Linked DNA regions of Gossypium arboreum: region 1 is linked to region 2. Evidence: chromatin contacts called from public Hi-C data. All regions are on one chromosome and are shown on one strand. The core of a region is the stretch at or near the end of the contact, and the rest is flanking DNA. Distances in the headings are between cores, read along the strand shown. Region 1 has its middle 8.5 kb from the start of LOC108457726. Region 2 holds the start of LOC108460609 (serine carboxypeptidase II-2).

Evidence for each region. Hi-C and Micro-C count contacts between places; a contact is called where the count stands out from the background.
Region 1: a contact with region 2 is called in a Hi-C map of leaf, with 1.5 times the contacts expected there. The contact joins the enhancer-like site here to the promoter of LOC108460609 in region 2. A contact is called at or near these places in 2 of 5 Hi-C or Micro-C datasets (both in leaf).

What each region holds. Positions count from the first base shown.
Region 1 is chr4:66,222,017-66,228,863 of ASM2569848v2, reverse strand. It overlaps the pseudogene LOC108458454. Among protein-coding and RNA genes, the nearest start is that of LOC108457726, 8.5 kb to the right of the region's middle. Within about 2 kb of position 2,598, at least 2 of the 2 cell types and tissues checked have an H3K27ac peak or open chromatin away from gene starts, as enhancers often do. A contact at or near this core is called in leaf, where this site is marked.
Region 2 is chr4:66,120,218-66,127,478 of ASM2569848v2, reverse strand. It overlaps LOC108460609 (serine carboxypeptidase II-2), which reads left to right and starts at 2,357. Exons shown (of 10, transcript XM_017760170.2): 1 at 2,357-3,034; 2 at 3,468-3,575; 3 at 4,571-4,666; 4 at 4,759-4,851; 5 at 5,103-5,188; 6 at 5,296-5,559; 7 at 5,968-6,101; 8 at 6,396-6,491. The coding sequence starts at 2,749.

The DNA of each region.
Region 1 (6,847 bases), core at 1,349-3,848, 100 kb before region 2:
GACTAAGATATTAGTAAATATTTAATAATGCCTCATGAATGTTTTGGGGCCTTGTAAGCCCGATTAAAGGATAATATACGCGTGTATGAAAAGTTTAAAATTGCTCAAAAATTTTTACGGCCTGGTTTTATATAAATGGTTGAGTTTAAATCTGGTAGCACCTCGAACCCTGTTCCGGCGAGGGATACGGGCGAAGGGTGTTACAGCTCAAGCCTATAAATACTTTGTTCATTGCTGGTTGTAAGGACTTTTGATAAATTTATGAACTACTTTTGTTCTTTTGTGAGAATACAACTCTCATTGTTCTCTCTTGGACTGAATCGACTTATCAAGCTCAGCTTGTGTTGTCATTCCTTTCTTGTTTAACCGAACTTATCACTTTCAAAGTGTGGCGTTCAACCATACCTTTAGTTCCTATCTTGCTAGATAGTGGGTCAAGGTTAACCAAGTTATTTCCAAACCATTTTCATCTAAGTGCCATTTTAAGAATTAGGTCAACAATCATCTTCATTGTTGGTTCACTCTTGGCCTTAATCGAATTCTTCCATTAGCCATTTCAACTATCTATTAAGCCTTGTTTGAACCTATCTTTCATCCTTTTTTTTCAGCCTATCTTGAAACAAGCCATCCCTTACTTAATTTCACGATCGAGCAAACTATTAAGACTCGAATTAACATCAACCGAGTTCGTATCATACTTCACCTTTAAAATTTTAAGATTTAATTTATCAAACACTATAATTGCATTCCATACTTAATTTTAATAAACATATCAAACAAATTTTATAATTTAAATTCAATACTTAAATTTTCAAGATTTAATTTTTAGTTTATCAAATAGTAACTAACTTAAAATATATGATTGAATTTTATGTCATAAATTAATAGAACATCAATTCAATTAGAAAATAATCATTTTTTCTATTTAAAAAGTAAATGATATTATTATGAGAGTGCTTTTGTCTTTTATATTGTATATAATTTTTTTAAAAAATTAAACTTAAAATTAATTCGCAAACGATAGAATATAAACTTGAGTGTCAATATTTTTCTAAAAATGAATTTTACTATTTTAATCAAATCCTTAATTATTTTTTGGGTAAGGTAACATTTAATTTTTGGACTTGGTATTTTTTTCAACTTGATCCATGAATTTTTTTTTTGTTCATGTTAGTCTTTGAACTAAGCAAAATTTCTGAATTTTAGTATTTATAATGATGTAGTACTTTGAGATTGTACTACATTATCACTTAAATTATAGTTTTTTAGGTGATGCCTTGGCATCACATGGACTAAAGATAAGAAAAGTTATCAAGTTCCAAGATTGATGTGGACTGGGGTGATATCCATTTAGTTTAGTAAGATTTTTTTGAATTTTTTGAACTATCTATCATAGTTTTGTTTGATTCTTGATTTTTTTCATATTAATTTTTGAAATCAAGAATATTCAATTTAGTGAGCTTTACTTTATTTCTTTTGAATATTATTTGACGAAATTTCAAAGTCTTTTTCATAAATACTTCAAAATTTAATAAAATTTCAATAGCTTTTAAATTATTTTTACTAATTTAAATATAAAATATATATTTTATATTATACAAAAAGATTAATTATATAATAAAAATAGAATTCGATTTGGTTTTAAGCATTTCATAAACCGTTCAAATACTTTGATTTGGGTCATTTTTCGGTTTTTCTTTCTTAGTTCTAATGCGGACAAAAAAAATTTCAGAATTGAGTTAAAAATTTGTCAAATTTCAAAAATTATAGTGAAATTCTCACTTTAATTATTTTTCTTTTTTTTGATCAATTTATCCCTTTACTTTTATTCCATCCATCACATTAGTCCCTTAACGGTTTACATTAAAAGAAATATCATGTGCACATGTTCCCCCCTTCACTCGTAGTTATGATAGTGAACTTCTCACTATAGTTAAATTCTTACTTTGGCCCTCCGTATGTTTGTATTTAATTGGCTTAAACGGCCTCGCGAGGTTTTATTTAGAAAAAATATCAAGGGGCTAAAGTGATGAATATAACGAAAGTAGAGAGGGCAAAGTGACTGAAAAAAATAGTAAAAGGGTCAACATAAAAATTTCACTATATTACAAGGGCCAAAACTGGTATTAAACCTAAACTTGTAACCATTTGGAATAGGCAATTACGGCCACTGACGCCTATGTTAGGCAGCTCCGTGACATCTATAAGACAGCAGTTTTCCAGTTTTCTTTGTCCATCCTTAACCTTTGGCTCTTATCCTTCTTAACAAAACAAAACATCATCAATGGGTTCTTCTCTGAATTTAACGACCATGTCTTTGAACTTATCCTTTTTCCATTCACATCCGTCGTCCATCACTCCTCTCTTTCGTGGCTCAGTCAAACTCCTCCAATTCAACAAGTTTGGCAAGGCCTTGAAACTCAGTTCCACTCAAAGCATTTCTGGGTTCCCTTCATTTGCTTCCCATAAGCTTTGCACTACTACCACAGCACCCCCAAAGATTTCGATCTCTCAATGTGTTTGCTGCTAAAGGCTACAAAATGAAAACCCACAAGGTACTTCTACTTTCTTTGCTTTGGTTCCTTACTGAACGAAGGAAATATTCAAATTTTGAAGGCGTTAGTTTTGTGTTTTAAGAAATCTGGAAAAGTTAGAAATTTGGCAATTGTGCTTTTCTAATGGATTTGGTGTTCTCTTATGGTGTATTAGGCTTCTGCAAAGCGGTTCAGGGTGACTGGAAGAGGGAAACTAGTTAGGAGAAGAGCTGGGAAGCAGCATTTGTTGGCTAAGAAGAACAACAAGCGTAAATTGCCTCTCCAAAATGGTTGTTTTTTTTTCTCACACACCAAACTAGTTCATTTGCTTGTTGAATATTTGAGCTTTTAGATAGTCTAAAAAAGGTGGGTTCTAAGGTACTAATCGCTCCAGATTGATGATGCATTGGGTCTCTCGTTAGGAGCCTAGGATGTTTGGTTTCAAATTATGTCCTAACATTGGTTCACCTCCTCCGCCCCGCTGGTTCTTTTCTCCCATATTAGTGGGAACTTAGTTGATCCATTCAGTCTTTCGGCTAATGTGGTTTCCCGAGTTGAGTTGGGATTGGTAAATGAACTGTGTCTTGGCATGTCAATAATTTCTATCACACAGGTTCTAGATCACCTTCTGTTTTGTCATTTTAAGTCATCCAAAGAGAAAAGAATCCTGAAGGAGCAGCTATCAATAGCTGCATTTCTATCACTTGTCCTGCACAGCATCTGTCTTAGCTTCTTTTAGAGTGAAATAATGAAACTATGGTCTTAATGGTGGATCTTGGTTATCTTTTGTCACCAATTGTTTGTTGAGTGCGGTGAGATTGAATGCAGATTGCACTTTTATTTCTCTTATCAGTTCAGTTTGAGAAAGTTCCATATGACCTTAAGGATTCAGCAAGGTATTCAAAAGTAACATGGTTTTGCCTAAATGCTTTGTCAGTAACATGATTTTAAGTATTTTCTTAGGAACTCGTATCCAGGGTGTAGATTTTGAGTGTCCTCTTCATTTATTACTGAATTTCTAGGTGAAATCCTAGTTAGTTGTTATCTGTTGTTTCATGACTGGTGGATGGATGACTGGCAGGTTGCACTTTTTTCATTCTGATGGATTGGTATTGTGAGAAAGTTCCATGCCAAACTTAAAAGGCTAAGGTATTTGAAAACTTAAATTTATTGCGAGTAACCTACATCATGTGCATAATCAATCTAACATACGCAGTAAAATACTAAGCATAGGAATAGAATCTGGTCATGGATTGTGAGAATTTACTCATAAACTACACTTAAACCAAGAGGCTTACTTCTAATGCACAGTTTAACATCATGGACTTGCCTCCTTAGCATGTAATGTCCATGCTTCAAGATCCTTGGTACATATGAGAAATTGATCCATTACCTTAGTTGGTTTAAGCACTTATTGGTTGACGTATAAGTTTAAAACTTTAGGTCTGTATTTCATATAAGACTTGCTTTTATAACGTATTTGTGGCAAATTCTATCTGTAGCATGCAGTTAGCCGGAGTGACTATGACAATGTGATTGGTGCCTTGCCATACCTCAAAGTGAATAGAAATGCCAAGTAAAAGGTGACACCAAATGCCATGTGGAGACTTATTTCATTCTTTTATTGATTTCTCAAAATCATGTTGGAGATTTTTTTGCTTTTAATCACCATTGATCATTTCCATGTTGAGATTTATACTTTTAGCGATCATGTTTAATCACCCATTTAATTTCAATTTATGACATTGCAAATAACATTATGTGCATTGAATGCCTATGCGTTGGGGTTAAAGTAAGAAACTTAGAACCCTAAACACGGTGAATACATAAGGTAGATAGTTGACAAAACCTAGAGTGATTGTGGATGATGGGATGTTTTTAAGGATGGACAAAATAGAACAACAACATTTTTGTTTACTTTCACTTTCCCTACCAAAAAACTCATTCAGTAGAGCAATGCCATTCTTTAATAATAGCATTTAACTAGCTAACTCTTGTTGCAGATTTCCACATCCTTAAAACCTTATTATGCTAAAAACTTGAGATTTAATCTTAATTGGTTTTTGTGTCATGGGGCTAGAATTTTAGTCTAGCAAATCGCATGACCTTAGACAATTTCTTAGGTTCAAATTTACCTAAGCCAGCCTTACTCTCGAAAAATGAGAATTCTCATAGAAACTTTCTAAGGGACTGAAGTAAAGCTGAAGCAAACTCGAAAGGCAAAAAAGGCTACGAACAAACAAAAAACCACTGAAAAATAACGTACACCAAGTGTTTGAGTAAATGCTCTCAAAATATCTCTATTATTTTGAAGGTTTACAATTGAGTGAATACAAAAGAGGGAGAAGACATTTATTTATAGTTGAGCTCCTCCAAAACCAATGGTACAGATTGAGTTACATCTACGGTTGAAATTTGTGCCTATCTAGAAGATGAGAGTTTTAAGGGATTTAAACTCTATTAATCTTTATACTTTAGGATTTATATTTATTACCTTGGTAGCTCTAGTTTTATTGGAGTTTTTCCTTGTGCTTAATAGGCTTCAAGTAGATGGGTTTCTCCATGAGCACCATGAATCGGGTCAATTCATATGGGTCAAATTAGTCCCATTTAATAAGTTGACCTCTATAGGATGTTTTGTACGTAATGGTTACGGGCTTTAATCTGTGGCTCATGACATTTTCCCTCATCCATTCTCGTGATATCCTCGTCATGTCCTCGGAATGACACTAGTTTGACTCGTTTCAGAACGATCTCAATACGTCAGGTGATTCTCAACTACTCTCTCTGTTGGGAAGTTCAACCTCTCGAAACATTTGCCTTAGCTTATGTCTCCGCCATCACTTAACTTGTATTGTATTTTTCTTTTGTACATCTCGATCGTAAGAGGTCACCGTTCTTACTTGCCCTCATTGTGACTTGTCTTGATTGAGATCCTCTTGGTCTGCACAAATAGGCTTAGGCATTTCTACATTGAACATCGGGTTGACCTTGAGTTTTACCGCTAACTTTGGTTTCTAAGCCTCTCGGCTTACCTGCTTCAAAACTCTAAAAGGGTCATCGTTTTTTTACCACAGTCTTTGCCAAACCAACTATAAGTAATGTAAAACACTAGATATGTGTTTAAGATAGACCTTACTAGTAGCATTTACTCTGTCCCAATGTCCAGTTTGTGTCACCACTTTTTCCCTCAAAGTTTGATGTACAACCCACCTCTCTCATAGGTGGTAGCCCTATTGATAACTCAATAGGTTTCATATCGATATTCTGTCCCTCTAGCATTTTCAAAGGGGACTTTGTAGCATTCTGATCTACTAAATTAATATTCTCACCACACAGAACATCCTTGGCTAGTTGGATTCTCGACAACACATTGGTTCCTCCCCTCATGTATCGACTCACTGGCACAACGCATTGTTGTTGTCGAGTATCCAAGATACAAATGTAGTCGACAAAAGGAATCAACAAAGCATCAATCTTGTCAATGAAATTCAAGCTAAGCACGAAATCGTAATCATCTAAGTAAGTTACCTCAAAGCCTTTCTTGCCTTTCCATTGATCAATTTGCAATTTAACTCCTTGTGTTACTTTTACAGTTGGGATATCTTTGGAATTAACAGTCTTAATCTTCTTGGTTGATTTGCTAATTAAGAGACCAAGTTTACCCACAACTTTTTCTGATATGAATAAATTTGACGCCCCCGTATCAACAATAGCACTCTTTCTTGACCTGCGATGTTGATGTCCACATATATTAACCTTTTTTGCTTGCAATCCCTCTTTGCCTTTATATAGTTGAGTAACATTGACCCAAGCTTTAAAGCATCATTCTCAATAGGCTCCATTTCATTATCTTTACTGATTACAGATATCTTGCATCGCTCTGGATAGTCCTACATCCTATGTGGACCACAACACAAAAAGCACTTCACTTGCTTCTTCTCACTCTCTTTGATCCTATTGGCTTCAACATAACGCATAATCGAACCAAGTTTCATCGATACTCTGTTTGGCTCATCGTCCTCTTTGATGGTAGAAAACGTAGATTTCTTCGAATAGTTGCTCACTATATATAGACTATCACAAGAAAAGTTTATCATTGGTCCTTTCTGTCTGTTGTTGGGCTTCCAATTCCCATTAGGTGGTTTTCCATTACCATCATTCTTTCCATTGCCATCATTGTCATTTTCATCTTCCCCATGGTCTCCCCCACCATTTCTCGTCTTTTTGGGCTTAGAAGGCTCGCATTTGTCTTTTCTTGGACCAAACTCGACAAAAGATTCCGCTTTGGCCATGGCTGTAGTATGCTCAGT
Region 2 (7,261 bases), core at 1,108-3,607:
CCAAAAATGACATCATCCACCTAATATTTTTGACCGTTTGATTTTTCTATCACTCATGGCCTGCCAACACTCTTAAAAAGGGTCTAATTTCCCTTTAAAGGCCCCCAATTTTATTTATCTAGCTATTTAACACATTTAGGTACTAAAATATAACTTTTACCCTTTTCGTGATTTAGCCATTTTTCGAACTTAAGCTAGAAATCGCTAAAATTAGTTTATTAAAACTAACATGCACTTATAAAATCACATTATAACACATAAAATAATATAAAAATAATCTTCTCCGGCCTCGGAATAGTGGTTCCTAAACCACTGTTCCGACTAGGCCCAAAATCGAGCTGTTACAATATCAATTTTTAAAGTTAGATAAGGTAATCGATTTCGGTAATGGTTATATAATATTATTATTAAAGGTTAATTTTATATATTTTAATAATTATTAATTGTATATATATTTTATACATATATAATTACAGATATTAAAATATTTTATATTAAATTAATATTTCTAAAACTTATTTCACTTTATAATTTGACATAAAAATTATTATTAATTATTTTTCTTATTAATAAAATTTAATATAAATATGCAATGCATATGAATACATTTTCAAAAATAAAGAATTATCATTTATTTATATTTTATTTTTATTTTAAGTAATAACATAAAAATATATTAATTATTAAGGTTTATTATTATTGTTCGATTACAAATTTGAGTGTTTTTGGGCTTTGGGTTAGATTTATCTCGGGCTCGAGCCAAATCAATCTTAGGCTCAAATCTGTTATGGGCTCGAGCTTTCTTGGGCTGCAATTTTGTTGGATTCAGATCAGTTATCGGCTCGATCTTTCTTGGACGCAGTACATTACGAGCTCAAATTGGCACGAGTGGGCTTTCAGGCTCGGGACTATTTTGCCTGCTTTACCTTCATTGCACCTAATACATCCCTTTCATCTATAATAGAGGTGTTCATGAGCTGGGCAAACTTAAGCCCAATCCTAATATATTTTCCAAGCCCAAGTTCAACCCTTCCAAATGGTTGGTTTCATTGTTTGAAAAATAACAAAGTTTTTATTTAAATTTATTTATTTTTTAATTATATTTATATATTTATATATTTTAGTAGTTTTAATTTATGTTGGTCCCATGCCATTCTAGGAGACTGTTATGTGGCACCATTGGATTGGCTAGCAATATTACATCAACATAAACTAGTGATGTTAGTGTAGAGATACCAAACTGGTTGATAAAATACAAGTTTAGGGCTAACTAGGTAAAAAAAAAGAAAGGACTAATTAGGTATAAATAGGCAAGTTAAGGGCCAAAATATATATTAACCCATATTTTTTTAAAAAAAATAAAAAACATGATATGGGTGGACCTAAAATGGGTTTGAATTAGTTATCTATAAATATGAATGAGTTTGGACTAAATTTTAGATGGTAAAAGTACCACCAAACCCCTTATACTATATAATGGATTGCATTTTAGCCCCTTAAATGAAAAAATAGACAAATCGACCCTTGTATGTTAGATGAGTGAGTAAAATTGCTCATTCGTTAAAAATTGGTGTTTATTTATAAGGTATAATAACAAATTTAGTTCTCGACCTTTACACATTTGTTCAAATTGATCATACTCTTTTATTGGAAGTAAATTAAAATTTTTGAAACTAATAACGTTAAAAGGTCAAAAGGCTTTAATAACAAATTAAAAAATAATTAAGCCCTTTTAAAATTTAAAATTATTAAAAATCATAAAAAATAAAAATTTATAATAAAAAGCTATAAAATTTTTAATATTATAAAGTTTTTTAATAAAATTAACAATACAACCCACTAAAATATAATGTTTATAAAATTTTAAAAAAAATTAACCCATACTCTTTTATTGGATTGGTATTATTAATTTTAATAAAATTATAAAATTTTAAGCAATTTGAATAAACATTAATTATGTTAATAGTATACTGGGACAATGCACAATTATTGACCCGTTTTTTAGGTTTGGGTCCTGCCCAACATGAAAAATAGACCTAAAAATTTACCCAAACTCAACCAAGATTAAAAATGTTAAGCTCGAATTCGACTCGACCTGTTCTTATTAAATTTCTTTTTAGATTATTTTTATATAAAAATAAATTTTAAAAATAAAATACATCAAATATATAAAAATATTAAAATAATTATTTCTCAACAAATTAAAAATATATTAAAAAAGTCTGCATATCTAAACTGTAACAACAAAATAATAATAATATAATAATAAAATAATAACAAAACAATAACGAAACAGTTGATTCGAGACGAATTCGGGCCACAATTTCTATTTGAGATAAATCTGTTTAGAAAATATATTTTTTATTCAAACGCATATTATCAAAACCATTTAACTTTTTGAGTATACCTTCGGATCTGAAGGGATAGCTTCACACATAATAGCGGACCATCCGTCTAACCGGCCACCAACCCCCATATGCAGAAAAAACAATTTTCAGTTTTTACCTTTTTAATATTTTCTGCAACAATTATTCCTTCGCACAAACAGCATGACAGAAACTAACAAAGCAAGCCAACAGCATGACAGAAACCAACAAAGCAAGCAAGCAAGCAGGCAACTGGAGAATGGGACATAATAATTGACCCAAGTTTTGCTTGCTTGCGTCACTCTTTCAACTATCTCTTTCTATATAAAACCAATGAAAACCAATAAAACAATCTTACTTTTAACTACCCTAAAACAAATATATGCCAGATCCAAGATGGGGTTTTGGTCTTATGACCTTCTTTACCTTTATCAGCTTCTATCTCTCCCTGGGTAGTTGTTTAATTGCAGCTTCCTTGGAAGACTCAATTGCCCAGCAAAAACTTGATAAAGTTCATAACCTTCCGGGGCAGAGTTTCACTGTGGACTTTGCACACTATGCTGGTTATGTTACTGTGAATAAACACTCAGGGAGAGCTCTCTTTTATTGGTTCTTCGAAGCTGCTAAGGATCCTGATTCCAAGCCACTTTTACTTTGGCTCAATGGAGGTCATAGTTTGAAATTTTTTTAAGATTCTTGTCTTCTGACTTTTCCCCCCTTTTGTAGCACTATTTGATTAATTCAGTTTTGCTTTTTTAAGAAGTGATTATATTGTAACCGGTGTTTTTTACTGATTGTTGACTATGTTTTTGAATCACTAATCGCTGCTTTTATGATTTCATTGTGTTCATTTTCTGGGTATAGAATTTTTTCTATTCTAAATCTCACCGGTGATTATGTCATCTGCTTAGCTTTGTTTCTCTTTGTTCATGTTAAAATCTGCAGAACTTTCTTCTTCTTATTGCCTATTTTGTGTTGGCTCTTGTATTTCTTATTATCTTGTTTTGTTTTTTTTTTAGAAATATATTTTTGTGTGGTTTCTTAACATTTCTTCTCAGTAGGGGAAAAATATAGTACTTATTTAGAGTTTTATGTCCTCAGGACCCGGATGTTCATCAGTTGCTTATGGTGAAGCAGAGGAAATAGGTCCATTTCATATTAGGCCAGATGGAAAGACCGTTTACTTGAACCCTTACTCTTGGAATCAAGGTAATCAATACCTTAAAAGTTAACTGTGAAAGTTGAGCCATTTGAAACAGCATTTGCAAGACTAAAGTTTCTCTTTACTGTTGCTAATAGCTGGTGTAAGAAATGGAATTGTTTCACTTCATTTGTTAAACCTCTAGAAATGATATTATAGTTGGTTTCTTACATAGAAGAAAATGATCTGTTATGGCTGACAATATGCTTGCATTGCGAACTAATTCAATTGCAATATCACTCATAGCATTTATTTTTGTTTGCAATCTATTGCTTCCTTTTGGTGCATCGTTTCATCTGGTCACTCGAGCTCTCCCCTTAGGTTATCGTGGGTTTTTATGAATCTATTTAGTACTCAAATCTAAAGTTGTTGACTGCACTCTTGCTCCCTGATCTTCCACCTCTACTCAGGGATTTAAATTGCGGTTGCAGTCATGTTTCCGGTCGCATTGTGTTTATCATGATTGCGGAAATAGTGAATGCTATCGCAGTCATTGCAGGCATAGCAGTGGTGAATTTTTTTCAAATTTGCACAAATTTTCAATTCCTTTTCCTTCTCCTGCTTCAAATCTTTGAATTTCATAAAATATCATTGAAAACGGAAATAGTTGTCCGTTATTACCGCTATTCTCTGTTACGACACTTTTTGCGGCCATTATTCGCTGCTATTGGTGTGAACTTTACTAACACGTTGATGTGCCTGTGTGGACACCCAAAAAGACAAACTCAAATGGCTAAAAACAGTGTTCTGGTTATATGATTATCGTTTCCATTTGAGATCTATGGAATCCTGATTAATTCCTTGCATTACAGAGGAAACTACATGTCATGCTTGAATAACTGTTAGAAGTTCTTTACCCCTTTTGACAAAAAATGGCTGTTTCCTTAGATCTATGTTAAGGGTATTACTTATTGCTGTTACGATTTCAGCTTGAGAAATGTGAATGTTAGAAATATTCCAATATTAGTAAACATTTGTTTCATATTCTTCTAATGCTTTGCAGTTGTCAACATTTTATTTCTTGAGTCTCCTGTTGGAGTTGGTTTTTCATATTCAAATACTTCCTCTGATTTGCTTAACAATGGTGATAAAAGAACTGGTGAGGCTGAATACATTTCTACTTCATACTTTATTTGAATTTTTGTTTTGGCTAGCTTGTGCAAGTATAGCTTCTTATTCATTGATGTACAGCCAAGGATTCACTGACGTTTTTGCTAAAGTGGCTTGAACGCTTTCCTCAGTATAAAGAAAGGGATTTCTACATTGCCGGAGAGAGTTATGGAGGTAAACAGTAATTTCTCACTTGTATTTCTTTAAATATGGTAAAATACAATTTCTTGTCCTTTGGAATACAAAAGCACAACAGTGAAACTGATGGGAATAATGAGGTTTCTTTGAACAAGGAAACTAAAGAAACTAGCCCCTAAGTGTAGGGATTAACTTGGGAACTTTGCAATTATCATATTTAATTTTCTTGAACAATAAAATCATTATGCTCTTTGTAGTTTCATTTTACATTAAAAATGCTGTTGCAGGGCATTATGTTCCACAGCTAAGCCAAGCCATTGTAAGATACAACAAGGCAACCAATGGAAAAGCAATTAACCTAAAGGGATATATGGTATGTATTCTATTCTTGAAAGAAAGCAGCTTTATATTGAGCAAACTGAAACATGGATGTGTACATAATATGCAGGTTGGAAATGCTGATGTGTACATAATATGCAGGTTGGAAATGCTCTAACTGATGATTATCATGACCATTTGGGGCAATTTCAATTTATGTGGTCAGCTGGTTTGATTTCTGATGAAACATACAAGCTATTGAATGTACTTTGTGATTTTGAGTCATTTGTTCACTCCTCAAGTGCCTGTAATGAGATGATGGACCTTGCAAGTGAAGAAATGGGAAATATTGACCCATACAGCATCTTCACTCCCTCCTGCTCTGCGAATGCTAGTCAGACGAAGTGGCTGCTGAAAAGAAGGCTTGTGAGTACACAGATTACATACTTCTAAATCTTTAAATTTTAAGCATCTTTTTCCCTCTTCTTAAACCAGTCAAAAGATATAATTAATTTAACTTTAGGTATAATAAGTTTTGACAGCATTCCAGTTAAACTATGCCATATATATTCAATCATCATACCTATATTTTTGGTAACAGTTGATCGAGATCTAATAACTCTCTTCTATATTTGTGATTTTTATCTCCAAACGGAAGCTCCTTTAAGCTGTCATAGGGTTCATGGTCTGGAGAACTCATTGGCCAGAACAATCACAAGAATTAACCAGATATCAAAATTTATAAAAGGCCTGGTTGTTTAATTTCCACTTAATTTGAGGGTATTTGATATTTTATATGTAATCATATTAAGGAAAATTGATATTATCCAACAGATGGTTAGTCAGCTCAGTGAAAAGTACGATCCTTGCACTGAGAAGCACTCAGAAGTATACTTCAATCTACCTGAGGTTCAAAAGTCACTTCATGTTTTACCCGAAGCTGCACCATCTAAATGGGAGACGTGCAGGTATGTACGCTATTTCTGTATACTCAAATTCTGTCATTTACCAACTGTAACCAGACCACCTGACCATCTAGCTTTATCCCTACATGAAACTTATTCTATTCTTTTCAAAGGATGCATCATTGATGCAGCATCAATTGCCCTTATAAAATGAATTTGTGACCACCAAAATTTACATCCCTGTGTAAACTCAAATCATCTTTTACTTGGCAACATTTCTGTTTATCCATTTTCTTGCCTCAGAAGTCACATGTAGACGTATATTTTCTTTCCTTTCTTCCTTTTTCATTATTGCAGTGATATCGTAAATACCAACTGGAAGGATTCTCCAATAACGATGCTGGATGTTTACCGTGAGCTTATACATGAAGGACTTCGCATATGGATATTCAGGTTTATCTCTAAATTTGTAACGATGTTTTTCTATATAGCTAGCATGTTTTTGAATTGGGTAACAAGAGGTCAACCATCTTTACTTTACCATTTGAAACTAGAAAATATAGGATTAGAGAATGAAAAATAGAACACTATGGACAAACTTGATGGTCAAACTTTCCTTAGTACAGTAATATTTTGCGTTTTCCTGATTTGAATCGAGTGTTGGACACAAGTAAGTTCCCGAGACGGATATGTTCAATATTTTTCTAGGTTTTTGTATATTTAGGGGACCATATCCCATACCCACATTCGAGAATGTGTCTGACAAAAATACCTTAAGGAAAATGAAGAGGCTGAGTAACAGGGGTAATAATGTCAATTTGGAATTAATGAGATAGGCTCTAAAGAAAAGTCTGTTTGAGATTGGATAGAGGGAATAATAGGACATATCCAACTATTACCAGATGAAAGGCTGATGGGAAGTGTCTCCACCAAGAGACCATGGTTTTTAGGGCTTATGTGACCACCCTTAAGTGGTGGCTTTCAAGAGGTTTGGAGTTCGAATACCAGCCCTTCCCATATTTCCAAGCTATGGTTCTTTTGTAGAAGAAAAGTTTTCCTGCTAATACACTTAGCTATATAAGCTGTGGGGTTAACTTATCAATATAAGTAATTTTTCATTTATTAGAGGAGTTCAACGTTGCATACCTTTCTATCTAGAAGACTGCCAATGATAAAATCTATTTAATTTCAGGCTGCTAATCACAATGCTATTATTTGTTTCA